Linked DNA regions of Sus scrofa: region 2 is linked to region 1. The links are chromatin contacts, called in public Hi-C maps. All regions are on one chromosome and are shown on one strand. The core of a region is the stretch at or near the end of the contact, and the rest is flanking DNA. Distances in the headings are between cores, read along the strand shown. Region 1 overlaps EPS15L1 (epidermal growth factor receptor substrate 15-like 1). Region 2 has its middle 37 kb from the start of AP1M1.

What was found. A called contact is a pair of places that touch in the nucleus more often than the background predicts.
Region 2: a Hi-C map of omental adipose tissue shows a contact between it and region 1, with 4 times the contacts expected there. The contact joins two enhancer-like sites. A contact is called at or near these places in 2 of 5 promoter capture datasets (fetal skeletal muscle and liver), 34 of 47 Hi-C or Micro-C datasets (adipose tissue, alveolar macrophages, blood and 15 more) and 2 of 2 datasets of contacts at active chromatin or transcription factors (alveolar macrophages and skeletal muscle).

What each region holds. Positions count from the first base shown.
Region 1 is chr2:61,215,462-61,223,144 of Sscrofa11.1, reverse strand. EPS15L1 (epidermal growth factor receptor substrate 15-like 1) reads right to left here. Exons shown (of 23, transcript XR_002341604.1): 21 at 7,075-7,157. Among named protein-coding and RNA genes, the nearest start is that of KLF2, 54 kb to the left of the region's middle. Within about 2 kb of position 4,959, at least 34 of the 83 cell types and tissues checked have an H3K27ac peak or open chromatin away from gene starts, as enhancers often do. A contact at or near this core is called in omental adipose tissue, where this site is marked.
Region 2 is chr2:61,345,752-61,353,434 of Sscrofa11.1, reverse strand. No RefSeq gene overlaps it. Among named protein-coding and RNA genes, the nearest start is that of AP1M1, 37 kb to the left of the region's middle. Within about 2 kb of position 4,209, at least 3 of the 83 cell types and tissues checked have an H3K27ac peak or open chromatin away from gene starts, as enhancers often do. A contact at or near this core is called in omental adipose tissue, where this site is marked.

The sequences.
Region 1 (7,683 bases), core at 3,710-6,209:
CTTGTGTCCAGCCAGCCTTGTACCGACCACCACTGTAACCAGTGCACTCGGGGTCTTGCACTGATGACAGGCTGTGAGGAGGAGCCCCGGGGGCAGATTGAGGAAGGAATGGAGTGGGGAGCTCAGGCAGGAAGGAGAATGCCACAGAAGGGACAGGGAAAAGAGAGGTTGTGGAATAGCAGGCACAACCAAGGGAGCGTGAGGGTCTCTTGTGGCCATCCCGAGGCTAAGGACAACAGGGGTTCCTTTGCCTGGAGACCAGAGCAAACGATGCGGGGCGGGGAGGATAAAGGGATTGGAAAGTTGTAGTGAATCCCTCAGCTGCTTGGAGCAATAGCTCTCTGCTTTCCAGTCTGGTAACCTGGCCTGTACACCTACTGGTATCACGGAACAGAGGTCCCACGAATGAGCTGGTAATAGTCCTCAGTATCCTGAGGAGGTGGGGGGTGGGGCACCTGGGCTCCCTGGTGAGAAAAAGTAGCAGCGCCACCACAGCCAGGAGAGGCAGGGTCTGCAGGAAACCCCTTGCTCAGAGCCATCTGCCAGGGGCGAAAGTTGAGGAGAGGGGAGCCCCGAGCCATCCTGCCCCTTCTGACATCAAATACAGCCGAGGAAGACCCCCACTTCCACCCCGTGTCCTTAACTAGTTTGGAGGCACTGGATCAAGATCAAGAGGCTGAAATCAGCCACTGCTACCACCACCTCAGCCACGAGCCCTCCCTGAACCAGCCTGGGAGGGAGTTTGGGTGGGATCCACGACTACATCCTGAGCCAAGGGCTGTGAGGAGGGCTAGGAGCCTTGGCCTTCGGGAGACCACCCTGGAGCCCCTCTCAGAGCCCAGAGCCAAGGAGCCTGCACGACACAGAGCGGGTGGAGCAGGAGATGCCCCAGGCACATGGTGGATGTGACCCAGGCAGACCGTCTATTGCTCTGACTGCAGAACCCGCGGCATCTGCTCTACTCTGGGTTGGGGAACAGAGGGGCCCTCGGTGTCCCAGCCATCTGGCGACGGTGGGCGGGTGGCTGTGAGAGAAGAAAGCGTACTGACCGCTGGGCGGTTTAGGCCGAGGAGGAGCAGGTTTCTTCGGAGGCAGAGCGGGAGTGTCCTGTTTACTTTTAAAGGGGTCATCTGAGAATCCTGCCCCTCCAAAGGAGGAGGTGAAAGGGCCAGAAGTTGGGGGCTGTAAGAGAGGACACGAAAGAGAGGCAGAAACAGTTGTTAACACAGAGGCAGCGGACGTCCACCGAGCCCTCCGGGCTGCGCGGCACAGCCCCCGCTCTGACCCGGGATCTCTCACGAGCACCCACTATACTCCACCCTCAACAGCCGGGGTCCTCCGGCCTGTGAAGGGCAGCCGGCAAACACAGAGAGCAGTCGAGAGTGGCCTGGTGCCTCGATGGGCTTATGGCATGGCAGGGCAGTGCGGTGGGTAGGGAGGTGGGTAGGCAGGCAGCACTGAATGGCCCTGAAGCTTGGAGGGAAGCACTCAGCATTCTTCAAGGCACGCAGGGCCTTCGTCATAGCTGCCCCCTCACCCAATTCTTCGGCCTGAGCCCTGCAGTTCTCCCAGTCTCCTCCAAGCAATTTCCCAGTGCCTGGAACCTCTTTTGAGCCCCCATCCCCAGGCCCCCATATACACAAGGTCTCCAACCGGGGGTTTAACCTGCCCCATTCACCTCAAGTCCCTCTTCTCCCTCAGAGACTGGCTGGACCTCACTGCCGCTCCCAGAGCTCTCCCTAACACCCCTTCCAGCTAACTGTGCCTGCCTGGACATCCCGGTGGGAGTTGACAAGACAAGTGCCACCATGCCACAGTGATGGGTACCCCGGCCCCTCCAGCCTAACTGGGTGGCCTGAAGGGCAACTGCCTGTGACAGCTGCCTGTGGTGGGCAGGGACTTGTCTATGTGTGCACCCCACCTGGAGCACCAGCACAGTGCTAGGCCTTGGACCAGCTACACCCCAAAGGGAAAAGATCGCTTCCTACAGGGGTGGGGGACCACTTTCACTAAAACAGAAAATAACCAGGAAAAAGTAGAGCAAGGTGATTCATCAGACATAAAAGGAGTTGGTGGACACAGGAGTAAAAACACTAACGCATTCCTTAAAAAGCAAAGGAAGGGAGACGCAAAGCAGGGATGGAGGAAGGGAACTCAGGGAAGGGCACCTGCAATTCTCTCCCCAGTGAAGAGGGCTGAGGGACAGAAAACAAAGCAGAAACACAAGGCACTGGGACTATCTTAGGTAATCTGCTTTCAATACATCTCTGGAGAAGTGGAGAGAAGGGCTGACGCCAGTCACGGAACAGGGCTCCCCGCTTCTCCTGGGTCCAGTTACAGGGATGGGATGGGATGGGATGTGGCCACCGTGCCCCAGCACCTAGTCCCAGATACTAGTCTCAGGTGGGAGAGAGGCGGACAGCCCATGGCGGGGGGGGTGGCGGCGGTGGCTGCTGCACACTCAACCAAGCCCACTGGGTGCCTGGGTTGCTCCATCCTACCCCACCCTCCAGGGCCTCCAGAGTAGGAGATGCTGACTCCATGCAGGTCTTCTCACTATATCTTTCCAACGGCCTTGGGACAGAGTCCTACTGTCCCCACCTCCATTTTATGCATGGGGAAACTGAGGCACAGGGAGGAGATGTGGCCTGCTAGTCACACAGCACCTCAGTGGGGGAGTCGGGGTGGGAATCCACGTCATTCGCCTCCTGGGCCAGGAGTCCCAGGCCCTGCACTCGGCTGCTGGCAGCCCAGCCCCCACGGGAGGTCTGGGCACTGTCCTCAGGCCCATGGGGGAGACACTGTACAGATGCAGGCAAGGGACAGAGCAGCAAAGAAGGCCTGGGGAATAAGGGGTCACATAGGGAAGACCCATTTGCCTACCAAGACCACCTTAGCCTGGGCAAGAAGGGCTGCCAGGGCTGTGGCACAGCAAAGAAGGTAGTACTCCCCTGCATGATGGCTACTCCCCTCTCCCAGGCTTTGAGACATTTGTCCTTTTCGGCACTAAAGTCAGGGAGGCTCTGCAAGACCTGTGGCTTGAGTTTCTAGAACGTGTTCTGCAGAGCATGGGGGTCAGGGTAGGATCTGGAGGCCCTGCTACCAGCTCCATGCTTCCATTTCCTTGTCCGTGAAATGACAATAATGACAGGCTCACGGGGCTACGGCAGGACAGAAAAAGGTAATGTGTAAATCGCTCCACCCAGCATTTCAGAGGACATCAGCATAAAGGCAGCATGGTATCATCAAGCCAAGGGTGTGGACCTGACTAGAACATCTCTTGGATGTCCATGCATCTGCATGCCCCCCATCGCCCAGCAACGCTTTCCTTCTACCACTTCCTGTCATCCAGACAGGGCCAGCAGGAGAACCAAGGTGCAGTGACGACCTGTAGTTTAGTTCGGCTCTAAAACGCGTGAGTGCAGTTTGGGAAAGAGGACAGACTGAGGGCTAAGGAGACAGAAGGGAGGGGGAACACTAGTATCTCTGCTTCTGTCATGCACAGGGCACGCCCTGGGTCCAAGGCTTTCTCCACTCTCACCACAACCTGAGACAGGCAGGCAGGAATCAAAGCCAATTTTCTTGGTGGAGAGGTGGCGTGACCAGCCCCGGAAGGCCCCGCATAGACCCCAGTTCTTGTCCTGGATGCTGGGAATGCATGCCCTCTGGGGAAGGGGTACAGAGGGACACCTGGACTCCCCCTGAGTTTCGAGGTGCACGAGGCCTCATCCTCCCAGCTCATACACTGCACTCTGGAGCGTGAGCCGCAGTGATCTTCCTGGCTGGTTGGGGACACCGCAGGCCAAGCCAATTCTCCACCCCCTCTTCTGTCTGAACCCACTGCACCGGTGGGCCCACTCCAAGGTAAAAGGGTTTCAACCGTAAACGCCTGGTTCGCCCACAGCAGGGAATTATATCACTTCTAATACTGAAAAGCCTGCGTCATTTCCGAATCCCAACTTTCATGACTTTGAGTTTCCCAAGAAGCCTCCTTTGGGACCTGACTGGTTCCTACTCAGACAGTGGCTTCAGGGAAAGTCGCTATTTTTAGAAGGGTTTCAGTAAAGCCGGTAGGGGCTCTCTGGCCGAATAGAGTGAAGTGTGCTCACAAGAAAAAAAAAAAAAAAAAAAAAAAAGGGACAGAAAGCTACTATATGAAAAGCAGCTCTATAAAAGGTTCACAGTTTAAATAATTGGTTTAAAGCAAATGACTCTCAACCAAAAAAAAAATTGTCCTAAAGAGGAATGCACGCTTTTGAAAAACAACTGAAAATGGGCTGACAAATGGTCAAGTATTTCATAGGTGACCTTTTTTTTTTTAAGGGTGGGAGGAGTAAAATAATAAGTTAGAGTCTTATTTTTATTCTCAGATATCTATTTTGGGGAATGTGTTCTTAAAGGAAGGTAATGTAGGCTTGATACTGTCTAGAAAAATCTCCTCAGGTATGGGGGGACCTCAACTAAAAATGCAAGCCCAGAGAACCTCGAAGGAATCTCCTGGAGTCAGATTGCTGCCTGGCACTTTCCTTTAGCACTGCCAGGCAGCAGGAGGACACTCCATCTGAGGGGGAAGTTAAGAAAGAGCACCAGCGTGCATCACCAGCATGCACTGCCTCCCCAGCACACTCGGGTGGGAAAAAGATAGCCATGTTAAACACACACACACACACACACACACACACACACACACACAAAACCAAGCCAAAAAAACAAAAAAGAAACACCTTCTTGCCACTTTACTTTCATTTCCTTCAGCATTTTATTTATACACACGATGTTGTTCTTGAAAAACAGAAAGGGAACCAAAAGGGAAAAACAGAGACCTGGGGGTTAGGGCCCTGTATTCGTCTGGGCAAGTGGCATGAGAGCAGGAGCTGACGGGATCGTGGAAACAAAACAATGGAGTACCGGAGACAAACTTTCCACAGCCCTGTCCAGCTCTGTCCCACCCAGCGCCACCAACAGGAAGGTGCACTGGCTCTGAAGTCACAAGTGCACATTTGTGCAGCCTGCCGGGGGACAAGAGACCAAGGAGAGGGAAAATGGAATGAGAAGAGGGAAAATGCCACTTTAGGTCAGAAGGGGCAGAAAGAGGGAAGATCCAGGCTCTGGCGAGTCTGCAGCTACAGCAAACGCAGGCACTGCCTGGGGGAGGGAGGGGCAGCCGTTGCTGCCATCTGGGGCCCCACCACTCTGGTGGCCCCATCGCAGCCCCATGAGCCCGAATAGCCTCAACTCAGGTCCTTCTTGAAACAGGGGGCCTGGTTCATGCCCTCTGCTAGCTCTCCCTCACTCCCTCGGCCTCCGCGGTCAGCCTTGTGCAGGGAGCTGGCTCGAGAATACAACCGTGAGTGCCTTCCCTGGAAGCTGCTGCCACCGTGTGGCTGACAGATTCTGCAAACAAGGACAGAAGCCGAGGACACACAGCTCCATGCAGTGACGGGTAAATGAGGCAAATCTCAGGCCCTGGGTGCCTTTTGGCTGATCCCACATAGCATCCCAACCATCAGTGTCACAGTTTCCAAGTCAGGGCTGTAGACTCGTTCCCTCCGGGCACCAGAAGGAGAGAGGCCACAATCCCAGCACCTCTGGCTCCCTCCTGAGGCAGCCGATGGGCAAACAGATGCTCTGCCTCCCACCTGAAGCTAGATTTGCTACCGCCAGTTTATGTTCACATGCTTCTTTGAAAAGCTAAACAGAATCTCAGATGCTTCTTGGAAGCCACACACCACGATCGCACATTACTAACCACAAAGCTCAGTGCCCAGAGAGCTGTGCACCCCTCAGGCTGAGTGAACATGGAGGAAGCAGGCAGGGCACCTCCAGGAGCTGGCATGCGCGGGTCCAAGAGGCACAGGAGTCCCCACGGTGGGCGCCCACTGCCACCCACTCCAGGGGCTCCCTCCCCCGCCCCCTCGCCACCACTGGCTTGTGAGCCTTCCCCAGGTAGGGCGCAAGATCAGAGAACTGTATCTGCAGGGGGTCGTCCCAGTGCCCAAGCCCGGAGCAGGCAGGAAAGGCTGGTGGGTTCAACGATCGATCGCAAGGCTTTATGACTCCGGGGCCAAAGGCTGCATTGCCTGAGCTCTTTAACTGTGAGGGATCCCACCCTCACCTGCAAGGAGAGGAGCAAACGCAGGTGCCAGCAACAGGGACTGGGACTCAGGCCAAGATGTGCACACCTAATGCCGCTTCCCTAATCCTTGTCAAAGAAACCAGACCCACAGTCAAAAATCAAGGGACATCAAAGGTTAGAACGAAGAACAGCAGGCCCTCGACCCTTTCTCACTCGCCAAGGCCAACATCTTCAACTTAGCAGTTTCCTATGGAATTAACCTCATAGGCTTCCACTCTTATTTCTTAATCTGTTCCTTTTGGACATTATCTATCGACTGACTTCCTGCTAAATTAAAGATCTAACTCTCTAACCACACACCCAAGCCCCTGCCAAATGAGCTCAACCACCACCTGTGGGGTTATATTCAGTCAGCTTATGTAACTCTGGCCGGGCAGACACCGTCCTGTCCAGCCAAGGGTGACTATGGTCCTTCCTGCACAGCTGACTTTTCACTTGCGCATTTATTCACCAAGCCTAGTCCTCACTTTCCACATCCTTCTCAGGTTCTGCCCACTGGCAGACCCAGACACATCTCCTGCCTTCTGGCCCATGGCCCACGGTTCCATCCTTAGCGGGCTGCACATCAGGGCTGGCCCTCTGGCTCAACACCTTCCCAAGTTTGTTCAGCCACAGAGACTTTATTCACTGAGGTCTGATGGCCGTCAGAAACAACAGGGAGCAGGGGGAGCCTGCGGCACTCATGCCTCAGGGAGGGACTCAGGGTTCTGGCAGTTCTGCCTAAGGACGGGAAATAGGTCCAGTTACAGTCACGGGCGCTTTCCAGACCCTGTCTGCTGAATCATGACCTCACATGAGAATGCATTTCAGAGTGTGACAGGTGCCAAGGAAATACATATGTGGCATTAAACAATTATGCCTGGCAGCCCACAACAAGACCACGACAAGAGGCACAAGGATAATGGGAGAGCACAGGGGCTCCATGGGAGGGGCTTTACCTTGGACATCTGGCTGAAGTCGGCAAAGCCCTCAGCACTATTGAAGGACCCACTTCCGAAGGGGTCTAAGGTTCCAAAGGGACCTGCAAGCAGCACCAGCAGAGGCAGAGTTACAGGGTGTCCACAGAACACACCTCCTGGAGTAAAGGGGAAATGTCACCTCTTTGTTCTCAATGGCCCCTAAAGCCGGAGACCCATGGAGGTCACATTTGTTGGCCAAGGTCGTGAATCTGGGTGCAGACCCCTCAAAAAGGCCTCCCCCATCTCCTGTCTATTCTGGGTCCTGACCTGGATCCTGGCCATGACAGCCAGCTCAGGGAGAGCAGAGGGACTCTGCCTTGTGTCTGTGCCACAAGCCAGCAATGTTCAGAGTCACCAAAGGGGTGACAAATGCCCTGGGGAAACAGAGCCTCTGTCCTGCCGGATTGGGAGGGGAGAGTGAGAGGAAGGGGACCCGCCAACTGCACAATTTACGTGGGGAGGTCATCTGTGGGGAAAGACTTTTGCTGCGCTTTCTCTTTTGCGGGGCGAGGGAAGGAGGCGATTTGCCTGGAGTAACCCACAAGCCCACCTATGAAATCAAGCTCTGTTAACTAACAAGCGCAAGAT
Region 2 (7,683 bases), core at 2,960-5,459, 130 kb before region 1:
TAAACCAAAGTTGACCGTTCACCCAGCTCATGACCCTGCAATTCCAGCACTGCGCATCTGTCCAAGAGAATGAAACATGCGTATCATGAAAAGACAGGGACTCAAATATTCACAGCAGCCTGACACGGGATACACAAGGAGCGATAGCCCCAGACAAGAAACATGAGGCGTGGAGGAGCCACACAACAGAATAGCACACAGTAATGAAGAGTACCAAAGGCCTGCCCCATGACACCACAGAACAGATCCCAGCCAGGAGGGAAAGCTGGCCACGAGGCAACTGACTAGAAGGAACTTTCTGGAATGGTGTTTCCCATCATTTTCTACATTGTGACTTGGGTGCCACTAACATACGTGTCGTTCACACGCACCAAAGGCACGCACTTTAAGCACTTTATGGGCATGTTATACCTCAGTTTTTCAAAGCTTAAAAATAAAAATGCCGGGAGTTCCTGCTGTGGCTCAGCAGATTAAGAACCCGACCAATATCTGTTAGGATGCAGGTTCGATCCCTGGCCTCACTCTTTGGGTTAAGGATCCGGTGTTGCCACAAGCTGTGGCCTAGGTCGCAGGTGCGGCTTGGATCTGGCCATGCTGTGGCTGTAGCATAGGCTGGAGGCTATGGCTCCAATTTGACCCCTAGCCCGGCGCAGCCCTAAAAAAGACAAAAAATAAAAAATAAAATAAAAATGGTAATAGCTAAAAATACATAAACCTCATTAATGAAATGAACAAATCACAGGAGGGTGTTTTCCCCCTTATTTATACGAAGTTTAAAATCTCGTTAAGACAGCACTTTGACATTTATGGCCACATAGTAGGTAATAAAATATGAAATCATATAACGGGGAGTTCCTACTGTGGCACGGCCGGTTAAGTATCTGGCGTTACCTCAGCTGTGGCCTAAGTCACAACTAAGGCTTGGATTCAATCCCTGGCCCAGGGACCTCCATATGCTTTGGGTATAGACCAAAAAAAAAAAGTGTAAGGGAAAGATAAACTCCAGATTTTAGAGAGTAGTTCCCTCTGGGGCAGGGAGAGGAACACTGGAGGCTGAGCTAGGGGTTATGGGCCTCAACTGCATCTGTCAGGTTTTAATTCTCTGGTCAGTGGTACACACATGTTAAATTATCACATGTTTTTGTAACAGCCTAAGATCACTCCTAATAAAGATTCTACTTGAGATCATGTCCCACCCCCGCTCAAAATCCACTATGCCAGGAGTTCCCATGGTGGCTCAGCAGAAACGAATCCAACTAGGAACCACGAGGTTGCGCGTTCGGTCCCTGGCCTTGCTCAGTGAGTTAAGGATCTGGTGTTGCCATGAGCTGTGGTAAAGCTCGCAGACGCAGCTCGGATCCTGCATTGCTGTGGCTGTGGTGTAGTCCAGCAGCTACAGCTCATTTGATCCCTAGCCTGAGAACCTCCATATACCATGGGTGCGGCCCTAAAAAAAAAAAAAAAAAAAAAAAAAAAAATCCCATCAAGCCTCCCCAGTGCCCTCAGAGGAAAACTCCCTCCTCGCCTGGGGGTCTGGCCCCATCCCCTCTCTGGCCTCCTCTCTCGCCCTCCCTTCCTCTGCTCCTGCCACCCCTTCCTTTCTGCCCCAGGCTTGTTCCCACCTCAGAGCATTTGCACTTTCATGTCCCTCCGCACTATGGGCAACGTCCTTTCTGACTCAGCTCAACTTCCCCAACCACACCAGCTTGTCCCTACATATGATTGTTCTTTGTTCTACATTTTCCTGTGTCCCCTATCTACCTATAAGTCCCCCAAGGGAACAGACCCCTGTCTGGTTTGTCATTGCTGTGTGCCCAAAGTCCAGAGCAGTGCCGGACTGGCACTGGGACCTGTGGACAGGCTCACAAGACGCTTCTGGTCATGGCCACCAGAGGGCGCCCACAGGTCAGAAATAAATGCTTGGGGACCTAGGCTAGGTCCAAGGCCAGAGAAAGGAGGGTGGGAGAGGCTTGGGGATGGGGTGCTCAGGGCCTCTCTGAGTACAGAAGTGCCCCAGACTCCTGCTACCCTTTCTTGGGGTTCCCACTTCAGCCTGACCATGACAGATGTAGAAACCGAGGCTCAGAAACATCATAGAAAGTTCTTGGGTTCTGAATGCTCCCAGATCACCCAGTTGTACCTTCTCAGCCCCACCGGAAGAAGCTAAGGGAAACTAAGGATGGAGGATGGGCAGGGGTACTGGGGGGTGCCTGTGGTCCCCACTGACCAGCCTGTCCTGGCTAGAGGGACCAAGTCAGGGCCACTGGAGGGTCAGGTTGACCTTCCCAAACTCAGGGAAACTCAGTTCACAGTAGGTGGTCCATTCCCTGCCTGAGCCCCACAGCCCCTCTGAACATATGGGGAAACTGAGGCACACAGACAGGCTAGAACATTCTTTGGAGCTCCAGGACTGGGCAGGTCCCCTCCACCCAATGCTGCCCACCCAAGCTTCTCCAGCTGCCCCCAGGGTGGGGGCCCTACTTGGGGAAAACAGGCAGGGTACCCCTCACCCCCTTCCAGCTATTAAACAGATAGGGAACTGGGTCTGTCCCTGACCCAAGGTCACCTGGGAGCCCTGCTCTAAAGCTGAGCCCCACAGACTGGCTCCCCTTGCTGTGTGTCCTCGAGCCATTTCCTTACCCTCTCTGGGCCTGTTTCCATGTCTACATAGGACTTCTACGTGCCATTTTGTTAGAAGAAAGAAAGTTTTAGGCTGTTCTCAACCGAGTAGAACCTACACAATTTCCCTCTCTAGGGGCCACGGTCCTTTCAGAAGGTGCAAAACTCTGGTGTCTCCAATTCACTGTGGTTTTCATTGAGTTGAAATTCACATAGCATATAATTAACCGTTTTAAAGTGGGCAGTTCTGTGGCATTAAGTGCATTCACAGTAGGGTGCAACCATCACCTCTTAATTCCAGAACTTTCCATCACCTCAAGGGGAAACCTGTCCCCATAAGTAGTCACTCCCTGTCCCCCTCCCTCGGTCCTTGGCAACTACTAATCTGCTTTCCATCTCTGTGGATTTGCCAGTTCTGGACATTTCCTGTAGATAGGATCATACCCTATGTGACCTTTTGTGTCTAATCATGTTTTCAAGATTCATCCACATTGTAGTGTGTGTCAGTGTTTCATTCCTTTTCATGGCTGAGCAATATTCCATTGCCTGGACTTACCAGATTTTGTTTATCTACTCATCTCTCAATGGACACTGAGTTGTTTCCACCTTTGGGCTAATGTGAATAGTGCTCTTATAAACCTGAGTGTAAAAATATCTGTTTGAATCCCTGCCTTCAGTTCTCTTGGGTATTTACCTAGGAGTGGAATTTCTGGATCATACAGTAATTCTATGTTTAATTTTTTAAAGAATTTCATTAGTTTTTATAAGGCTAAAAAGGGCATGGCTCTTGGCCAAACTGGGGATACTATGCCTAAATATTTCTGGCAAGTTTTTCCTAACGATCACTGCCCAGCCCCCCACCCCACCAAATTTCATGTATTTAAAGTGCTGCCCAAATTATTTTCAGGATTCTATATATTCACCTTTGGATTGAGACATAAGACACAGCAAAATGGGCCAAATACTTGGATCTGAGGTGTGTAGCCTGATGCATTTTTGCCTCTGTGTAGGCTCAGATTGATATAACACCCCTCCATCCCTAGGGTGGACTCCCTCTGACTCCCTGTTCCAAAGGGAACCAGAATCCTGTTGGCTAACACCATTGGTTCATTTTGTCTGATCTTAAATTTCAGATACACAGACTCACACAGCATTGTTGTGTTTGGGGTCTGACTGCTTTTGCTCATCATCATACCTACAATATTCACCCATATCCCCCATCCTTTTTCCTTTCTGTGTACTATTCCTCAGCACGACTGTAGTGCAATTTGTTCACTCCATTCTGTTGAGAAGCATTTGGGTTGTCTGCAGAGTAGGTCCAAACATGTATGCTGAGGTCTTGTGGCTGTTTTCATCTCTCATGGGTCAATACCCTGGGGTGAGATGTCTGGGTTATAGGGGAGGGGAAGACCTCTGTTCGGCTTCAGTGGACATTGCCAAACAGTCTTCCAAGGTGGCTGTACTGTTTTACTTTCCACAGCAGTAAGCAGGAGTTCCCTTTGCTCCACGTCCTCACCAGCACTTAGTGTCACCAGACTTTTCCACTTCAGCCCTGCTGGTGGGGCTGTGGCTCATGCCTTCTGGGTCCACTGCCAAGCTCCCTGCCAGGGAACCAGTGGGGTACTGACCACACCCACTTTTTTGAGCCACCCCCTCTGCCCTTGGTTTCTGGGCCACCATCTCCCTCTGTTTCCCTACCACTGCTTCATCTTCATCCCCTCTTTCTTGGCTTGATCTTTTTTTTTCCTTTGTCTTTTTAGGACCACACCTGCGGTATATGGAAGTCCCCAAGCTAGGGGTCAAATCGGAGCTGTTGCTGCCGGCCTGCACCAAGCCAGAGCGATGCGGGATCCAAGCCACATCTGCGACCTACACCACAGCTCCTGGCAACACCCGATCCTTAACCCACTGAGTGAGGCCAGGGATTGAACCCACCCCTTCATGGATAATAGTTGGGGTCCTTACCACTGAGCCACGGCAGGAACTCCTTAGCTTGATCTTGAAACAGAGATGTTTCCAGGTCCTCCTACCTCACAGGAAATGACCACAAAGCCAAAGTGCCCCCAAAAGGTCCCAACACTCTACTCCTCCTCACCTTGGGGGGTGTGTCCAGCCTCAGCTTCAGCCCAGCTATTCCAGGGCACAGATGGAAATGGGGGCTTGCCCCACCCCCACAAGGATCACGATGCTCCTGCCCATTCCACCTCCTGAGTCTCATCTCCAGCCCCCACCTAGCCTAAGCCACTGCGTCTCCACTGGCCGGGCTCAGCTCCTGACAGGTGCCAGCACCCCTGGCACTTGCCTCTTGTCCAGTTCACACCAGAGTGATGCTTCCGAGAGCATGCATAGCCCGGCTTGGGCGTTTGAACAACCAGGTCCTCTGGCAAGTCCCTGCCAGGCCTGGCTCCTCTGACCTTCTAACCCCTCCTCCCACCCTCATTCATTCATTTATTCATTCAAGTATTTAATGGGTGCCTGCTGTGTACCAGGCCCTGGCAACTGAGCCCGACAAATGCAACCCCTCCCCTGGAGCGCATGGGGTAGGGGTACAGATGTCTCCACGCTCGTGGCAGAAGGGAGCTGCATGAGGGCAGGGAAGCCCCAGCCTGGCAAAGGGTGGGGAGATGTCCTGGGGAACTCAATATAGAGGCCAAGGCCTGGGATGGGCAGGGCACAGCCAGCCCATTGAGGTGGGGAGAACAAAGATGAGGAGCAAATCACACCTGCCACCCCAGAAGGGAATGGGGAGCCCCAGAGAGGCTTAGGTTTTCACATCTTCCCTTGGTAGCCAGAGAGCAGAGAAGGCTGAGGGACCCAGGGCTGTAGGGTAGGGAGGTAATGGGGGTGCAGACAGCCTGGAAGACCTTGCACACCCTCTGGCAGGCAGCAGACACATCCAAGTAAGGGATTCAGTTCCTTAAAAAATGCCACATACACACGTACACAAACACACACACACATACACACACACGGGTGCATCACACACAGAGATACATCCAACATCAGATACACACATAAAGCACACAACAGCCATACAGACACGCCTACAACACAGACACACAGAAAGGCACACATACAACACAGAAAAATACACACATACAACTCACGCCTGCAGTGCACAGACACACTGGCACCCTCTGCCGCCCAGCCTTGAGGGACAATCCTTTCTGCCCTTCCCTCTGCCCCAGGGACCCCCCTACCCCTGCCGCACAGGGCCAGGTCAAGCTCCGGTGTCGCTAAACCAGAGTCAAAAGTCCCTCTCTGCCTCTCAGCCCTGTCTAGTCCCAACCACATACTGTGTGTCCACACTGAGGAGATCCTCCGGGCACACAGCAAGCGTGGGAGGAGCAGTCAACAATGCCTACTGAGCAACCGGTGTTGGTCCCCCGGTGTTGGTCCCCTAAGCTGCTGCCCCCACACTCTCCCACCGTCAGAGCCGGGCTCCCCATTCCTCAAATTCTCTGCTCAGCCTCACCCCTTGACTGAGCCGGACACAGATACCTCATCTCAGATGGATCAGGAATGAGCCAGGGAAAGGCTGGGGGACCTAATGGCAGAGCTAGGATCTACCTGGGAAATCTGGGAGGGCTGCTTGGAGGAGGGGACATTAGACCTGGGTTTTGTAGAATGAACTGGAGCTTGGCAGGCAGACAAGTGGGGGTTCCTCTAGTCAGAGGGACAGACTTTCTAAATTCCCGTAGTACAATCTGAGCCCAGAGCAGCTCCAACAGGAGAGCTCACTGGGCTGTTGGCCTCTTGGTGTTTGTTTTTTTTTTTAATTGTGGCAAAATACGCATAACTTAAAATTCACCATCTTAGCCATTATAAAGAATATAGTTCAGGGGTTCCCACTGTGGCACAGTGGGTTAATAATCTGGTTTGTCTCTGTGGCGGTGCTGGTTCAATCCCCAGCCTGGTGCAGTGGGTTAAAGGAGCCAGTATTGCCACAGCAGCATTGTAGGTCAAGACTGTGGCTCAGATTCAATCCCTGGCCTGGGAACTTGCTGTGGGTGTGGTCATAAAGTTTTAAAATATATATATATATATATATATATATATATATATATATATACACACACACACACGTATATACATATATATACACACATATATACATATATATATACACACACACACATATATATATACATACATATATATATATATAGCTCAGTGGCCTTAAGTGCATTTTCACACTGTTGTGCAACCATCACTACCATCCATACTCAGGACTTTTTCATCTTGCAAAATTGAAACTCTGTCCCCATTGAACACTAACTCCCCATTTCCCTCCTTCCCCAGCCACCCCCATTCTACTTCCCGTCTCTATGAATTTGACCTAAGGACGTCACATAAATAGGATCATACAGTCTAATGTCCTTTTGTGACCAACTTCTTTCACTCAGCGTAACGTCCTCCAGGTTTATCCCTGCCGTGGCAGGTGTCAGAATTCCTTTCCTTTTAAAGGCTCGATAATATTCCATCGTACATATGTACCACATTTTTTCTCCATTCATCTGTCGCAATTCTATTTTCAATTTTTTGCGGAACTGCCGTCCTCTTGGCTGTTTGTTTTTAAACACAGAGTGTTTCTCAGTCATCCCATCCAGGACCCAAATAGCCCATCCTCTCCCAACTTCTGCCTGCCAAGCAGGGTTCCCTCCTCAGCTGAACCCCTTTACTGTCTTGTCCATCTCTCAGATCTGCCCTGAGAGGCAGTGACTGTTATAAAACCCATTTTATACAAGAAAACTGAGGTTGGAGAGCAGGAGTGATGTGCTTGGTGTCACCCAGCAGGGGCTGGCTGGTCCCAGCTCCCAAACCACGGGCTGTTCCCCTCCCTGCGAAGCCCAGAATGTTCCTAGCCCCTCAGCAGTTCCTGAACAACCCGTCCCCCACCCTGCCTGCTCTCGGATGCTGAGAGCATTTCCCATCCCACTCCTGGCTCTGCTCCCTTCCAAGAGAAACAGGTTGCACCTGGCACGGCTTCCCAGAAGGCCCCGGGGGAGGGAGGCAGAGGCCCAGCCACGTGAGTGGGTGTGTGTGGAGGCGTGTGGTCACATG